Regions from separate parts of the Oryctolagus cuniculus genome. Here region 2 is linked to region 1. Evidence: chromatin contacts called from public Micro-C data. All regions are on one chromosome and are shown on one strand. The core of a region is the stretch at or near the end of the contact, and the rest is flanking DNA. Distances in the headings are between cores, read along the strand shown. Region 1 holds the start of PDE8A (phosphodiesterase 8A). Region 2 overlaps PDE8A (phosphodiesterase 8A).

Region 1 (6,891 bases), core at 2,835-5,334:
AAACAGGAGGGTCTCAGGCAGACCGAGGCACAGTTGGTCACTGTGCTAAGTGTGCTGTCCACTCCCCTGCTTGTGCCTGGACCCCACAGGAGCTCCAGTACCTCCAGGGACATGGCAGCGGGCACCAGAGCAGGCGTAATGATGAGGGTGACCACACTACCTCTCCCCAGACTCTTCTAGAAGTCACTGGGCGAAACGTTGCAGGGGACTGGAGGCCTGAATTAATAGATGGGGGTGATGGCCACCATGAGGAGGTGCAGGTGGAGTGCCCTGGACGCCCAAAGCCATGGTTTCATTCTCAGAAAACCTCGAAAGTCTATGTGCTGAGACCACCTTGCTCTTCCTGGATTTGGGTGAATGAACCCCCAACTCCTAAGTACAAACCTTTGCTAGATGGAGTTGAGATGCTGACATTTACAGTCCAATATAGCAATGCTAAGAATCTAGGAGTGGGCATTTGGTTTAGTGGTTAAGACAAGGGATGCCTGTATCCCGTACCTGGTTTGAGTCCCGGCTGCACATCCACTTCCAGCTTCCTGCTCCTGTGCACCCTGGGAAGCAGCAAGTCATGGTGGTCCAAGATGACCTGTCCATCCAGGCTCCAAGCGAACTGCCATTCGGGGCGGGGGGTCTGGAAGCAGACAGAGGAGGGGATATGCAGGTGCACAACTGTGTTTCAGGGTCCTCCAGAGTCACCCACCACTCTGGCCTCCAGGGGGCGCAGCTCCCTCCTTCCAGCTCTGTACCCTCAAGTGGTCAGCTAGTTCCCAGTCTTAATAGAGGAAAGCTGGAACATTCTAAAACATTTTATAAAGGTTTGGGAGTACCCAGGGATATAAGCAGAGGGAGGCCTGTGAATCTGGGGGTGACCAAGAGGGGCCTTGCCTGGGAGACTGAGAATTCTGGGGGGGGGCAGAGAATTCTGTCCATTCTCAGTTTCAGCTCACGCCTCCCGGAGCTGTAGGATGAGCAAGTCTACTTACAGCAGTGCACACGACAGAGAAAGTTAACATTCAAGGATGCTCCCTGCAGCTTTGTAGGTGATATCGCAGTGTGTGTGTGTGTGTGTGTGTGTGTGTGTGTGTGTAACGGGTTATTACAGGTCGGGGAGCACACAGTCCAAACTGTTCACAACAGTTACCTTGGCGGAAGGAAGGAAGTGGAGAAGGAAGGTAGCATTTCCTATGCCCCCTGCACGCTTCATGCACTTTTTGCTTAGTTTTAATTTTTTTTTTACTCTTTTCTCGGCCATGCATAATTTGCAAACAATGACAGTCATTTAGAAGACATCGCACCAGGCAGAATGTTGAAAGAACCTGATGAAGTTGAGCACCAACGATGGGAAAGCTGTGTGGATAGACTCTCGGGGTATTTTCATTTCCTCCGCTGGTTTTCAGCGCTTGGGAGAGAGGAGGGAGTGGCCGGTGGGAGGGGGAAGGACTGGAGGAAGGTGATAATGAATGGACTCGGGAGACAGCAGCAAGCCTGGGTGCTGGGCTCAGTAGTTATTCTATTCGAGGCACGTGGCATCCGTTAGCCCGTTTAATCTCTGTAAGGTGGCATCATTAATCCTAGATTTACAGCCCAGGAAAACAGCTCCGAGAGATAAAGTCGGAGCTCGCGAGCCCAGGAGAGGGCAGGGCTGGGGTTCAGACCCGGGGCGGGATGGGAGCTGTCCCCATTGGGCAGCGGCCCCTGGCCCCATTCAGTGGAGGAAGGGGAGGAGGAGGCCTGGGGTGCTGGCGCTGGTCCCTGAATGGCAGACCCCAGGCTGGAGAGGGAAGTGCAGCCGCGGCCGGAGAGAGCCGTGTGCGCCGGCCTTAGGAGCCGCTAACGAACTTCCGAGCGCGTCCTGAGCACGGGTCACCGCCTGGGAACCGACTGACCCGCCACCCACAAAACAGTGGCGCCCCTCGGGGCCTGGGTCCGTCGGTGTGTGTACCCTTTCTCAGCGCCACTGGCCTCAAGCCCGGAGCCTGGATGGAGGCAAAGAGCCGAATCAGACAAGCAAAGGGTCTGACCCTGGCGAGGCCAGCGAGGTGGGGGCGGGGCACAAGCCGCTGCGCGTCCCAGCAGTGCCCCCTGCCCCCTCCCTCCTTGGAGAGGTTCAAGGATTTCCAAGGGACGGCCAGGTCCGGCCTGTGAGGGCGGAACCAGGGTACTGGAGCCGCCCGGAGTCAGGGAGGGAAGTGGCCAGATCAGCTCCCAGGTGGCCAAGCCTGCCTCGCCGGGCGCCCTTTTAGGCTCCTTGCACACTCCGGTGGTTTAATGCACGTTCTTCCCGAAAGCCTAATGAAACAGAGACCAGAATTGGCCCAAAACATTGTGGATTACAGCACACTCTCCAAGCTTAGGTGGAATAGCGGGTGATGGCCAGTCTCTCCCTGTGTTTTTCAGGTTCTCTTCATCCAGCCGGGTGTATTTCTTTTATAGGGCAGGGAGACATAAATATTATTGCTTCATGTGCTTGAACTTGACAACGGAGCCACGTGCCTTGGCTCCGGCCAGTTGGGCCAGTAAAGAGAGCGCCTCGCGCACGGAGGCCCAGCTTCCCGGCTCCGCTGCCATTAGGAAGCCTCCCCGGGCCCTCCTTCGGCCCGAAGACCGCGGCTGCAGGTCCAGGGGCAGCCTTAGGGTCCCGGGGTCCCCAGCCTGTGCAGCGGCTCCAGCGCGGGAGCCGGGGCTCCAATCCGGAGCCCGCCTCCGGGTCTTTACAGCAGCCGGCCCGAGGCGCGAGCGGCGGCTCCTCAGGGTCGCTCCGGGGCCGCGCAGGGAAAGGTGTGGACGGCTGGAGAGGAAAGGCGAGGGGCCGGCTGCTCCGCGCTCCGCCGGCTTCCGCGGACGGGGGCGCCCGGGGTGCACGAGGGCAGGCAGGGGCTGGGGACAGCTCGCTGTAAGGACGGCAGGGGCAACCCGGGGCGCTGCCCTGCGGCTGACTGGGCGAGGCCAGGCGACTCGGCCGAGCCGCACAGCGGGCTGCTGGCCATGCCTGCGGTCCTCGGAGGCCGCAGCCCTGCACTGCGTGCGCCCCTCGCTCCCGGACTGCTCCTGCAAGCAAAGGCCCGTGGTGGCGGCTCGGAGGGGTCTTTGTGTTCGGCTGAGAGCAGGACCGCCTCCCCGCCCGCGGCTCCTCCGCACCGAAGCCGCCTAAGGCGCAGCTGAGTGCATCTGGCCGGCGGCCCCAGGCAGGCACGCCCAGATCCGACCTCCTGGGACCCGGCGTGCAGCGCCTCCGTTCGCTTCTCAGCCCCCGACCCGTGTCCCCAGCAGCTCCTAGGCCGTGACCCAGTGACCGGAGGTCACAGAGCCGCATTCGAACGTAGCGGTCTAGGGGGCCCGAGCAGCCCGGGTGTCCTTGGGCAGGTCCTTTCCATCCCGAGGCGAGGGCCGCCGTGCCTGCCCCGGGACCGCAGTCGCGCATGCGCAGTCGCGGGCGGCGCCCGAGGAGGCGGCGGGCGCCCCAGCTGCTTTGCATTGACGCCAGCAGCCGCTGGAGGTCACCGCTGGGGGCTGGGCGCGGCGTGCTGTCGGCAAGACGCGGCCCGGAGCGCAGGCGGCGGAACCGGAGCCGCGCCAGCCGCAACTCGCGGGTGCGCGCTGCCGCTGCTGCGCTTCTCGACGGCGCGGCCCCAGGCCCGGCTGGAGCCCGGGTGCTCCCCTCCCGGCCTCGCCGGCCGCCGTGCGGCCGCCCACAGGGGGCTTCGGCCGACCCCTGACTCTGCACCCCGGGCAGCGGGAGCGTGCAGGCTAGCCTTCCCCGCCACCGGCGCCCGACCAAGGGGCGCCTGGCCGCGGGGCGGCGGCCCAGCGGGCGGAGTCGGAGCCCCGGGGAGGCGGCGGCAGAGGCAGCGGCAGCGCGGTGCGGGCACTTCGGGGGGCTCACTCTCCCGGGGTGGGGGTCGTGCCACCGCGCGAGGACTCGGGCTGGGAGAACGCACGGCTCCCCTCCCCCGACATTCCCCGGAAGCGCGGCGCGACCGAGGCGAGCGCGGCGATGTGAGGGAGGCGGCCGGCGGCTCCCGCCTCAGGAAGGGCATGTTCGGAGGGGCGGCCGCGGCGTGCCGCCCGCCCCAGCGCCCCCTCCCCGCCACCGCCGCCGCCGCCGCGCCCGCACCGCGATAAAAGGGGCGGCCGCACTTCCTGACGCGAGACCCGCGCTCGCCGCCGCCGCCGCCCGCCGCCCGCCCAGGCGGCGATGACACGGCGCCCGCGGCCGTCCCGAGGCGCCGGGCGGGCCGTTTGCTGACCGGATCGCGGCTGCCCGCCAGCGTGTCCGCCGCGCCGCCGCCAGCATGGGCTGCGCCCCGAGCATCCACATTTCCGAGGAGCGGGCGGTGTACCACGGCGGCAAAGAGGCCGAGGACGCGCCGGGCCCCGCGGCGGCGCCCCCGCTGTCCGGCGAGCCGCGCCTCCCACAGGCCCCGAAGACGGCCGTCCTGCCCCGGGCCCGCGACAGCAGCCTCGTGGAGTCCGAGCCTCGCGACGGCAGCGGCAAGCAGGTAAAGGGGCGGCTGGGGGCTCCCTGTCCGCCGCCTCACTCGGGCCGGCCGGGCGGCAACTTTCCCTCGGGGGGGCCGGGCGGGGCCCCCTCCGGGCCGCGGTGCCCTCTCGCCGGGCTTTGGCGGGCTCTGGTGGACAGCAGGCGTCCGTCGGGGCCTGGGCAGCGCTCGGAGGACGCTGACCCGAGGAGGACCTGGGACCCCCGATTAGGACGCTGTCCGAGCCGCACGGTCCGCTGCTTAGACGGACCCGACGCCCGGAGCGGCGAGGCCGGCCGTGAACTTGACCGAGACGAAGCGCTCGGGTCGGTTCCCTCTCCAAAAGCTGGTGTTACTGGGGTGCGGGGGACCCCAGGATATTCTGGCGCGGCCCTGAACCGTTTTGCCAGTGTGGACTTTGGTGCCAGTGGTAGGCAGCGAAGGGCGAGCGGCCCCGTGAAGGGGACTGGACCCTCCTGTCCTGTCCTGTTTTCCCTCTGTCGGCTTTGCACACGGACTTTTCCATTTTCTTTGGGGCTATTAAAATGTAATCTGGAACCACATCAGCTTTGCTTCATTGCACATGTATTTGAGGTTCACGTTTATTAGCATACATATTGTATTTAAAGCATATGTAATTAGAAAATACTATCTCTAACCCGTTTTTTGAAGCATTCAGCAGAACAAAGTTAATCTTTTATTAAGCAGTCTTACTGGGACATTTTGTGACTTTTTGGGGGGGGGGTAAAAAAATCGCGTGTCTTCTCCAGTGCTTGTTGCCTTGGCTTGTGTCTTGCCAAAGTTTCTGGGCTTGGCTTTTGTTACGGTTTCCTAAAGGAAAGATAAAAAGGAAAATAGGGGAAATTATTCATTAAGGCACACACAGCAGCGGCTTTGCAGTTGTCTGATTTGAAATCTAGGGCTGGAACTCAAGCAGTGTTCTACGTTTTATCAAACTAGTTACAGGAAAAAAAATTTTGGCTGCAGGTGGTTAAATATCATCTTTGTCATCACTACCAGTTTTTGAGTCATTTGCAAAATGTTCTTGCTGATTGAGGCTTGCTAAGTCTCTCATTTGATGGATATAGTGTGATCTACTTTCCATCTTAAATGTTTAGCAGTCCTCATGCTACTTTTCTAAATGAAAAGGAAACATCATTTTCAGTAACTAAAACGCCCTAACTGAAAATTCCACTTTGTTCTGGTTATCAGAGGCTGAAATGTTTCTCCTGTAGATTCTTCTAAGAAACCTATGATGGTTTGGACTATTAACTCACGCTGCTTTTAATGTCAGTGGCTTAATAAGCCCATCTAACTGGCTTGCAAAGAAAAACAGCATAGTACAGGTAAAGTTGACTATGGAAATTTTAGTAGTGTTCATGCTTTTGACGCAAATCTAACATTGGTTATCGTGGCACAGTGAGTAAAGCCGCCGTCTGCAGCGCCAGCATCCCATATGGCTGCTGGTTCGTGTCCCGGCTGCTACACTTCTGATCCAGCTCTCTGCTGTGGCCTGGGAAAGCAGTGGAAGATGGCCCAAGTCCTTGGACCCCTGCACCCGCATGGGAGACCCGGAAGAAGCTCCTGGCTTTGGATCCGCTCAGGAGCTGTTGCAACCAATTGGGGGAGTGAACCATCGGATGGAAGACCTCTTTCTCTTTGCCTCTGCTTCTCTCTCTGTGTAACTCTTTCAAATAAATAACTCTTTAAAATAATAATGTTAAACTTTTCAGTTAACCGAGTAGTCCTTTAAGTAAGAGGGCTTTGTGTCTTCCAGGCTTTTTTGTGGCAGGCTGAGTGTCCTTAGGTTTGCCTACACATCTTGTAAGCCTCTCCAGTATACCATTCATCCTTGCAGTGCCTGCTCCAGTGGCATGCATGTGGCAGGTGCTAAATAAATGTGTGTTGAGTTGATTTTTTATTAACTGAATGATGAAACTTTTTCAGTTACTAGAATTTGATTCCTCGAAGCCTCAAATATGGGCTTTAAAAGATGTTAGAATTTTTTTAAAAGATTTATTTACTTGAAAGAGTCACAAAGAGAGAAGAAGAGGCAAATAGATCGAGAGAGAGAGAGAGAGAGAGAGAGAGAGAGGTCTTCCATCTGCTGGTTCACTCTCCAGATGGCCGCAATGGCCGGAGCTGCGCCGATCCGAAGCCAGGAGCCTCCTCTGGGTCTCCCATGTGGATGCAGGGGTCCAAGGATTTGGGCCATCTTCTATTGCTTTCCCAGGCTATAGCAGAGAGCTGGATCGGAAGTGGAGCTGTTGGTACTTGAACCTGCGCCCATATGGGATGCCGGCACCTCAGGCAGTGGCTTTACTTGCTACGCCACAGCACCGGCCCCAAGATACTCGAATTTTTAGAGGAGGGGTCAGATTATAAATCATAGCACTACAACTAGAGAAATAAT
Region 2 (7,258 bases), core at 4,733-7,232, 89 kb after region 1:
CTTCAGGTAATAACGAGTCACATTCTCATTACCACCTGTTGATTTTCTTTCAAAGGAGTGGGTGGGGTCCAAAGTTGCCTGTTAAAGATACAGTCTATTTTTCAGATAATAATACTGGGCTAATGTTAAATTTGCTAAATTTAATAGCAAAATTAGAGTTATATTAAAAGAATGTTCATTTATTCATTTTTAAATTTTATTCAAAAGGTAGAAAGAGACAGACCTAGACTTACCACCTGCTGGTTCATGCCACAGATGCCCCCAACAGCCAGGGATGGACCAGCCAAAGCCCCAAGTAGAAACTCAAACTGAGTCTCTCATGTAGATGGCGAGACCCAATTACTCGAGCCATCACCTGCTGCCTCTCAGTGCACGTTAACAGGAAGCTGCAGCTGGGAAGGGGGCCAGGACTGTTAACTCAGGCACCCCATAATGGCCCGTGGGCATCTTAGAGGGGCCTTAACCTCTGTGCCAAACGCCCGAGAGACTGTCTTTCTCTTGGTGATATACATTGAGGCCCTTAGAGGTAAAGATGTGTCTGCAACCTACATTAGATTGGTTCACCATGTTGTTGTTTGCACGCAAGTACATGTGTGTATATATAGAGAGAGAAACCGAAGTCAAGGTGGCCTTCACAAGTTTTCCGTGGGTTTTAAATTTTCCAGTATAAAAGATAAGATATTTTACATCGCTGAATCAGCTCCATCAGGGAGAAAATATCTTCTGTCTGATCCAAAATAGGGGACAGAAAAATACCAGTTGCAATGCATCCAAGTAATTAGGGGAAAAGTTTCCTTCATACAAATGCATAATCACTGTTCCTTTTAAAAAAACAGAAATGTGTGCTGTTGGGTCTCAGCTTCCGTGGTGTTTGTGCAGATGGGGTCAGAGAAAACAAAGCTTGGGGAGGAGGGCCTCCCTGGTCTCTGTCTCACACAGGCTGCCCCATCTCCAGCAGACCACCGTGGCCCCGTCAGCCAGGCTCTGACGTGATGGGCAGTGGCGTTCCTGAGCCCGGGTTGCGGTGCTGGGGAAGAAGCAGCTGATCCAGGCCTTGCCTGATGCTTGCCAGGCGTGGGGCAGAGGCACAGACACTGCCTCCTCCACATGCTGTTGTTCCCGTGTCACTTAACTGGAAGGTGTTGAAATTAACGTTTTGGTCTGCTCTCAATCTCCCCTCTTACAATTCAAGTGATTCTTTAAAAATTTAACATGAAGGAATTGCATAAACTCTTGAGTCAAAACATTTAAATACATTTTTTAAAGGTAAAATGTTCCATAGTGTCCCTGAAATATTTGCATTTGCCACCTGAGGCTAACGTAATTAAGTTTCTGCTCACTAAAATGAATATTTCTGTGTTTTAATTGATTTAGTTTCAAGATAAAATGCTTTATCAAGCCTTTGTTGAGTTCTACCAATGGATTTATTAGCAGAACAAGTAAGTATATGATCCAAGCACTTGAACTTCCAGACTAAGAGCAGTTAGGAAATAGCACTAACTTGGGGGAGCCGAGAGACAACGTCCCCAAATCATGTATAGGAGAAGGATTTCTATGCACAGGCTGCCATGTTCACATCTGCATCCTCGCCTTGAGTTTTCTACAGCTTATTAAGAAATGGAAATTCTGACATCTTTTTTAAAAGAAAAAAAAATGTCCGTGCTCTTTTAATTCAGGTACTTTTAGTGTTTACCAAAGAAGATAACCAGTGTAATGGATTCTGCAGGGCGTGTGAAAAAGCAGGGTTTAAATGTACGGTCACCAAGGAGGCCCAGGCTGTGCTGGCCTGTTTCCTGGACAAGCATCATGACATCATCATCATTGACCACAGGAACCCGCGGCAGCTGGATGCAGAGGCACTGTGCAGGTGAGCCTGAGACACGGCCACAGGGTCCTGCTGGCATTTGTAGCAGTAAACACAGCCTGGGAAGGGGTTAAGTTCAATTCCGTCTCTCTTTTAAGTTGCCTTGCTTGCATGTAAATAAGCAAGACATTAGAGTCTCATGATTTCTAGGACCAATCTGTATCTCTCGTGTTTTGTCTTGCTTTGCTTTGCTTAGTGTAGCTCCAAACAGTAAGAGAGTATGAATGAGAATCAGTAAGAGTTAAGATGAAACTTGGTATGTAGTTTACTACGACTATTACCTGTATATTACTACACCAAGAATTATTAGAATTTTCCAGATTGTTTTCAAAATTATAAAAAGTTGGCCGGTGCTGTGGCGCGGTGGGTGAACACCCTGGCCTGAAGTGCTGGCATCCCATATGGGTTTGAGACCCGGCTGCTCCACTTCCTGTCCAGCTCTCTGCTATTGCCCGGGAAAGCAGTAGAAGATGGCCCAAGTCCTTGGGCCCCTGCACCCACGTGGGAGACCGGGAAGAAGCTCCTGGCTCCTGGCTTTGGATCGGCACAGCTCTGGCCATTGTGGCCATCTGGGGAGTGAACCATCGGATGGAAGACCTTTCTCTCTCTCTCTCTCTCTGCCTCTCCTCTTCAAATAAATAAATAAAATCTAAAAAAAAAAAAAATTATAAAAAGTTTTGAAGATTGTCTTCTAAGGTTAGTTGAGTGTGCCTTAATTATAATATTTGTGAATTTTCAATATGCAAAAGTTCTGGGTAGCACACAAAACTAAGAAAAGGGATTTTTTTTAAAAAAAGATTTTATTTATTTATTTGAGAGGCAGAGTCACAGACAGAGAGAGGGAAAGACAGAGAGAAAGGTCTTCCAAATGCTGGTTCACTCCCCAAATGGCTGCAATGGCTGGAGCTCGGCTGATCTGAAGCCAGAAGCCAGGAGGTTCTTTCAGGTCTCCCACATGGGTGCAGAGGCCCAAACACTTGGGTCATCTTCTACTGCTTTCCCAGGCCATAAGCAGAGAGCTGGATCAGAAGAAGAGCAGCTGGGACATGAACTAGCACCCATATTGAGATGCCAGCACTGTAGACCAGGGATTTATTAATTTTTTTTACAGATTTATTTATTTATTTTAAAATCAGAGTTAGGCCGGCACCGCGGCTCACTAGGCTAATCCTCTGCCTGCGGCGCCAGCACCCTGGGTTCTAGTCCCGGTCGGGGCGGCGGATTCTGTCCCGGTTGCTCCTCTTCCAGTCTAGCTCTCTGCTGTGGCCCAGGAGTGCAGTGGAGGATGGCCCAAGTGCTTGGGCCCTGCACCCCATGGGAGACCAGGAGAAGCACCTGGCTCCTGCCATCGGATCAGCACGGTGCGCCGGCTGCAGCGTGCCGGCCACGGCGGCCATTGGAGGGTGAACCAACGGCAAAGGAAGACCTTTCTCTCTGTCTCTCTCACTGTCCACTCTGCCTGTTAAATAAATAAATAAGTAAATAAATAAATAAATAAAAATTTTTAAAAAAGCAGAGTTACAGAGAGAAAGAGAGGGAGAGGGAGAGAGAGAGAGGGAGATCGTCCATCCTCTGGTTACTCCTCAAATGGCCACAACTACTGAGACTGGGCCATGCCAATGCCAGGAATCCAGAGCTTCTTGCAGGTCTCCCACGTGGGTGACAGGGGCCAAGCACTTGGGCCATCTTCCACTGCCTTTCCCGGGTGTGAATGCAGGGAGCTGGATTGGAAGTGGAACAGCTGGGACTTGAACCGGCGCCCAAATGGGATGCCAATGCTTCAGGCCATGGCTTTAACCAGCTGCACCACAGTGCCGGCCCCAAGGCTTCACTTCTTATTCTTAGCACATAGGCAACTCCAAAAGACAAGAGGGAGATTTCAGGGAGACTGGTGAGTGCCCACAGAGGAGGTTTATACAGAGAGCCATGGGTGCCTGGTCCAGCGAGGGCTTCGGGAAGATATTTGGGTGGGGTTGTGAAGGGTGAGCAGAAGCTTTGAAAGGGGGAAAGGTCCTGGTAGAAGGAGCAGCCTGTGTAGAAACAGGCAGGGTGTCTGCTGGGTGTTCACGGCTGCTGGTCCCGCAGGTGCGGAGCGTGGCTCTGGGAGCCTGGAGCAGCACTCATGAGCCGGGTCACGCAGGTCTTGTGTGCTGAGCCAGAGACTTTGGACTTACCCCTCGGGCGGGTGAGGTGCTGACATACTCTGTGCAAGGGAGCGTTAAGAGCAGGATGGAGGCTTACTTGGCTGCCAAGAGGAGACAGGAGGAGCCGGGGCAAGTCAGCACCCTTTCAAGGCTGCTAAAGGCCACCTTGTACAGTACCAGATTTCTGTGTGTCCTCCAACTTCTTATCAGAAAACCCAGGGAAATAGCAGGAGGCAAAAATAGACCTGAACAATAAGACATACAGAATCTTCCGAGGATAGATTCTCCTGTGTCAAAGCTGGGTGAACAGGACAGGACTTTCCCCTCCTCTGTTGTGCTGTGAGGAGTCATAAGGAGACCCGTTCCTGTGCCATCCCCGCTTACAGTGTCTGTGACGCTGAGCAGCAGACAGAGGCTTTGCCTCACTCCCACGGGACACAGCAGGTGCACTGACCAGACACGGCCTAGGAAGTCCCAGCCAGGCAGCCTGTGCTCCAGTCTCAGCTATTCCACTGCTCCCTCGTTCTTTACTCTCTACAGCCACTCAGGAATCAAGATGAGGGTTGGACAGAGCCATGGATTTGTCTACCATGTTGTAAAAAGGGAAGAGGCATTGAGGAATCTGACAGTTACATACTGCCAAAACAGTAAGCTGCGTCGGGTCTCAGGGTTAGTCTGAGAGCCGGCAGGCCGGGACCCACTCTGGGCAGCAGACCCACGTGCGTGTGCTGGCCGCACTCTCTGAGCTGGAACTGTGCCTGCTGACTTGGTCTGCAGCCCAGACTAAGAGGTGGGTCTGGCAAAGGGCTGCTAAGGAAACTTCTGGCTCCTCTGTTAGCAAACTCTTGGCCTGGGTAGTAAGAGAACAGGATGCAGAGGCCTATGAAAAGCTACCACAGCAGAATGGAGGGGAAGGAATAGCCCGAACGAACAGTAGAATTGTTTTTATAAGAAACCAAAGAACCTTTTAGAAGCCACATGCTTAGCGTATTGGAAAAGGTGAGGACAGAGTCCTCCGTGCAACAGAAGCAGGGTGCTGTACTGAGAAGAAGCCTCTTGAAGGGAGACAGAGTTCCCTCTGGACAGCGCAGAAGCAAGCCCGAGCCGAGCCTGCCAGCCGCTCTCAGCCTCTTGACCCGCCCTGGTCTGCACTTCCTTCCTAATGTCGCTCTTTTCCGTCTGAAACCTGTCCTAGCAGACGACAGTAGTGGGGTTGTGCTCTTGTAGGGTTTAACTCAGCGGAGGCTCCGCATTGTCGTCATGTGGGCTCTCCTGTCGCCTGGGTCATTTGTCCTTGCCCACTTTGACTGAAGACAGGTTGTTGCCCCGAGTACCTGTTTCTGATCTTTAACTGCTGACACAGCTGCTGATGTGCAGCTGGGCAGATGGCCGCCTAGAAAATCCACTGCGTGGCCTTGCTTTCCTTCAGCCGGCCCGTGGAGTTCCCATATACATCTCCTGGACCGCCTGTCGTGGAAGGAAGTGTGCCCTTTCCCTGCTGCCTGGAGTGGGACATTGTGGCTGGTGCTCAGCCTCTGTCTTGCGCTGTGAGGAAGAAACCCTGTGAAGATAATAGAGAAAAGCAGGTAGAAGGCTGGGTGCCTCCTTCTGCACATTCTTGTGTTTGAGACAGGGAGAGATAGTTTAGTCTCTGTTCTCTGGAGTTTCCTGTCACGTGTGGCCAAGCTGGATCCTAGTGCCACACCAGGGAACGTGGTTTTGAGGGCATCCCGACAGGCCTGAGCTGCTTTCAGAATCTCCGGCCACAGGCTCAAGCCCCATCTTTTCTCTTCCTTTCTTGAAACTGGCCTTCTCAATTTCCAAGTGTGTGTTTCCTCCCCAGGTTCATGAATTCTACGGCGACCAGAAGTGCACCTCTGCCTCTTTGGACGGTTTTAGTGGCCCTCTAAAGGGCCTGTGTCCAAGTGAACGCTTAGTCCTCTGCCCAGTGCCCCTCGTTCTCACGGCCACAGCTATGGGCAGGGGCAGGTCACCCGCACTGTTGACCGAGACCGTCTGTGTGGTTGCCTGCTTGCCGTCACCCTACTCAGATCTGTTTTTCTTCTGGAAAGCTGAGGGCTGGCCCGAGGTGGCTGGCCGCATGCTTCCGTGACGTGGCGGAAGCAGAAACAAGACTAGATCCCTCGTCCCTAGGCATCGCGGAAACGCCAGCTGTGAGCCCAGTCTCCTGCCCCCTGCCTGAGAGTGTGTGCTGTGCCAGGGACCCTTTCCCAGGCAGATCCAGAAGCGGCTCTCGGGTGGTCCCTGTCCCGTCCCGGCCTCTCTCTCCAGGGGTGGGGAGGTGCCCAGGCTGTGTGCCAGGTGCCCTGCGGCTTGAGGCTTCTTCCGCTCCCGCAGCTGAGTTCCTCCCCCTGCTGTGTGAGGAACTTGTCTTTCTCCAGACGTCCTAGTTTCTTCCTCCATGGAGGAGGAACCTGGAGCTGTTTCCTGTCTCCAGTCTCAGAGCACCGTCTTCCTCCCACTCCTGTGTGGCCCATTCGTTTCCGCCCTCTCTGGGCCTTTTGTTGTGGCCCCAGTCCCTGCGGCCTTGGAAGCTGCTCCCTCGGAGGACTGGACGCCCTGTTGCTGTGGGGGCCTCCTGCTGCCAGGGCCCTGGGGGGGGGCAGTGGCTGCTGCTTTTCCCTCTCACCTCCACCTCCAGCTGTGGATGCTCTTCTTTCTGACTGGTAACTGTATCTGGCATGTCCCAGTTTGGGGTTTTTCTTGTTAGTTTTGCCACCTCTCTCTTTATATATATATATATATATATAATTTTTTTTTGACAGGCAGAGTTAGACAGTGAGAGAGAGAGACAGAGAGAAAGGTCTTCCTTCTGTTGGTTCACGCCCCTAATGGCCACCACAGCCGGCGCTACACCGATCCAAAGCCAGGAGCCGGGTGCTTCCTCCCGGTCTCCCATGCAGGTGCAGGGACCCAAGCACCTGGGCCATCCTCCACTGCCCTCCCGGGCCACAGCAGAGAGCTGGACTGGCACCCCAACCGGGACTAGAACCCGGGGTGCCAGCACCGCAGGCGGAGGATTAGCCGTGAGCCGTGGCGCCAGCCAGCCGCCTTCCTTTTACCTGGGCATTCTTCATTCTTCAAGCTGCTTGGAGCACAGTGAGACTGGCCTTGCTCTGCCTCCTCCCCAAGGTTCACAGCCATCAGCTCACGGTGATTGCATTGCCCTGTGTCAGGGAGAGACAAATAGCTCCTTGCATGTAAGCGCACAGTAGGGGCAGCAAAGACC

What was found. A called contact is a pair of places that touch in the nucleus more often than the background predicts.
Region 2: a contact with region 1 is called in a Micro-C map of ear pinna, with 2.7 times the contacts expected there. The contact joins the enhancer-like site here to the promoter of PDE8A in region 1. A contact is called at or near these places in 3 of 6 Hi-C or Micro-C datasets (ear pinna, psoas muscle and an unstated tissue).

Annotation. Positions count from the first base shown.
Region 1 is chr12:101,251,669-101,258,559 of mOryCun1.1, forward strand. PDE8A (phosphodiesterase 8A) reads left to right here and starts at 4,085. Exons shown (of 22, transcript XM_002721497.5): 1 at 4,085-4,499. The coding sequence starts at 4,293. LOC138844744 (a long non-coding RNA gene) reads right to left here and starts at 3,423. Exons shown (of 3, transcript XR_011381056.1): 1 at 499-3,423.
Region 2 is chr12:101,338,404-101,345,661 of mOryCun1.1, forward strand. PDE8A (phosphodiesterase 8A) reads left to right here. Exons shown (of 22, transcript XM_002721497.5): 2 at 1-6; 3 at 1,677-1,867. Among named protein-coding and RNA genes, the nearest start is that of PDE8A, 86 kb to the left of the region's middle. Within about 2 kb of position 5,983, at least 4 of the 8 cell types and tissues checked have an H3K27ac peak or open chromatin away from gene starts, as enhancers often do. A contact at or near this core is called in ear pinna, where this site is marked.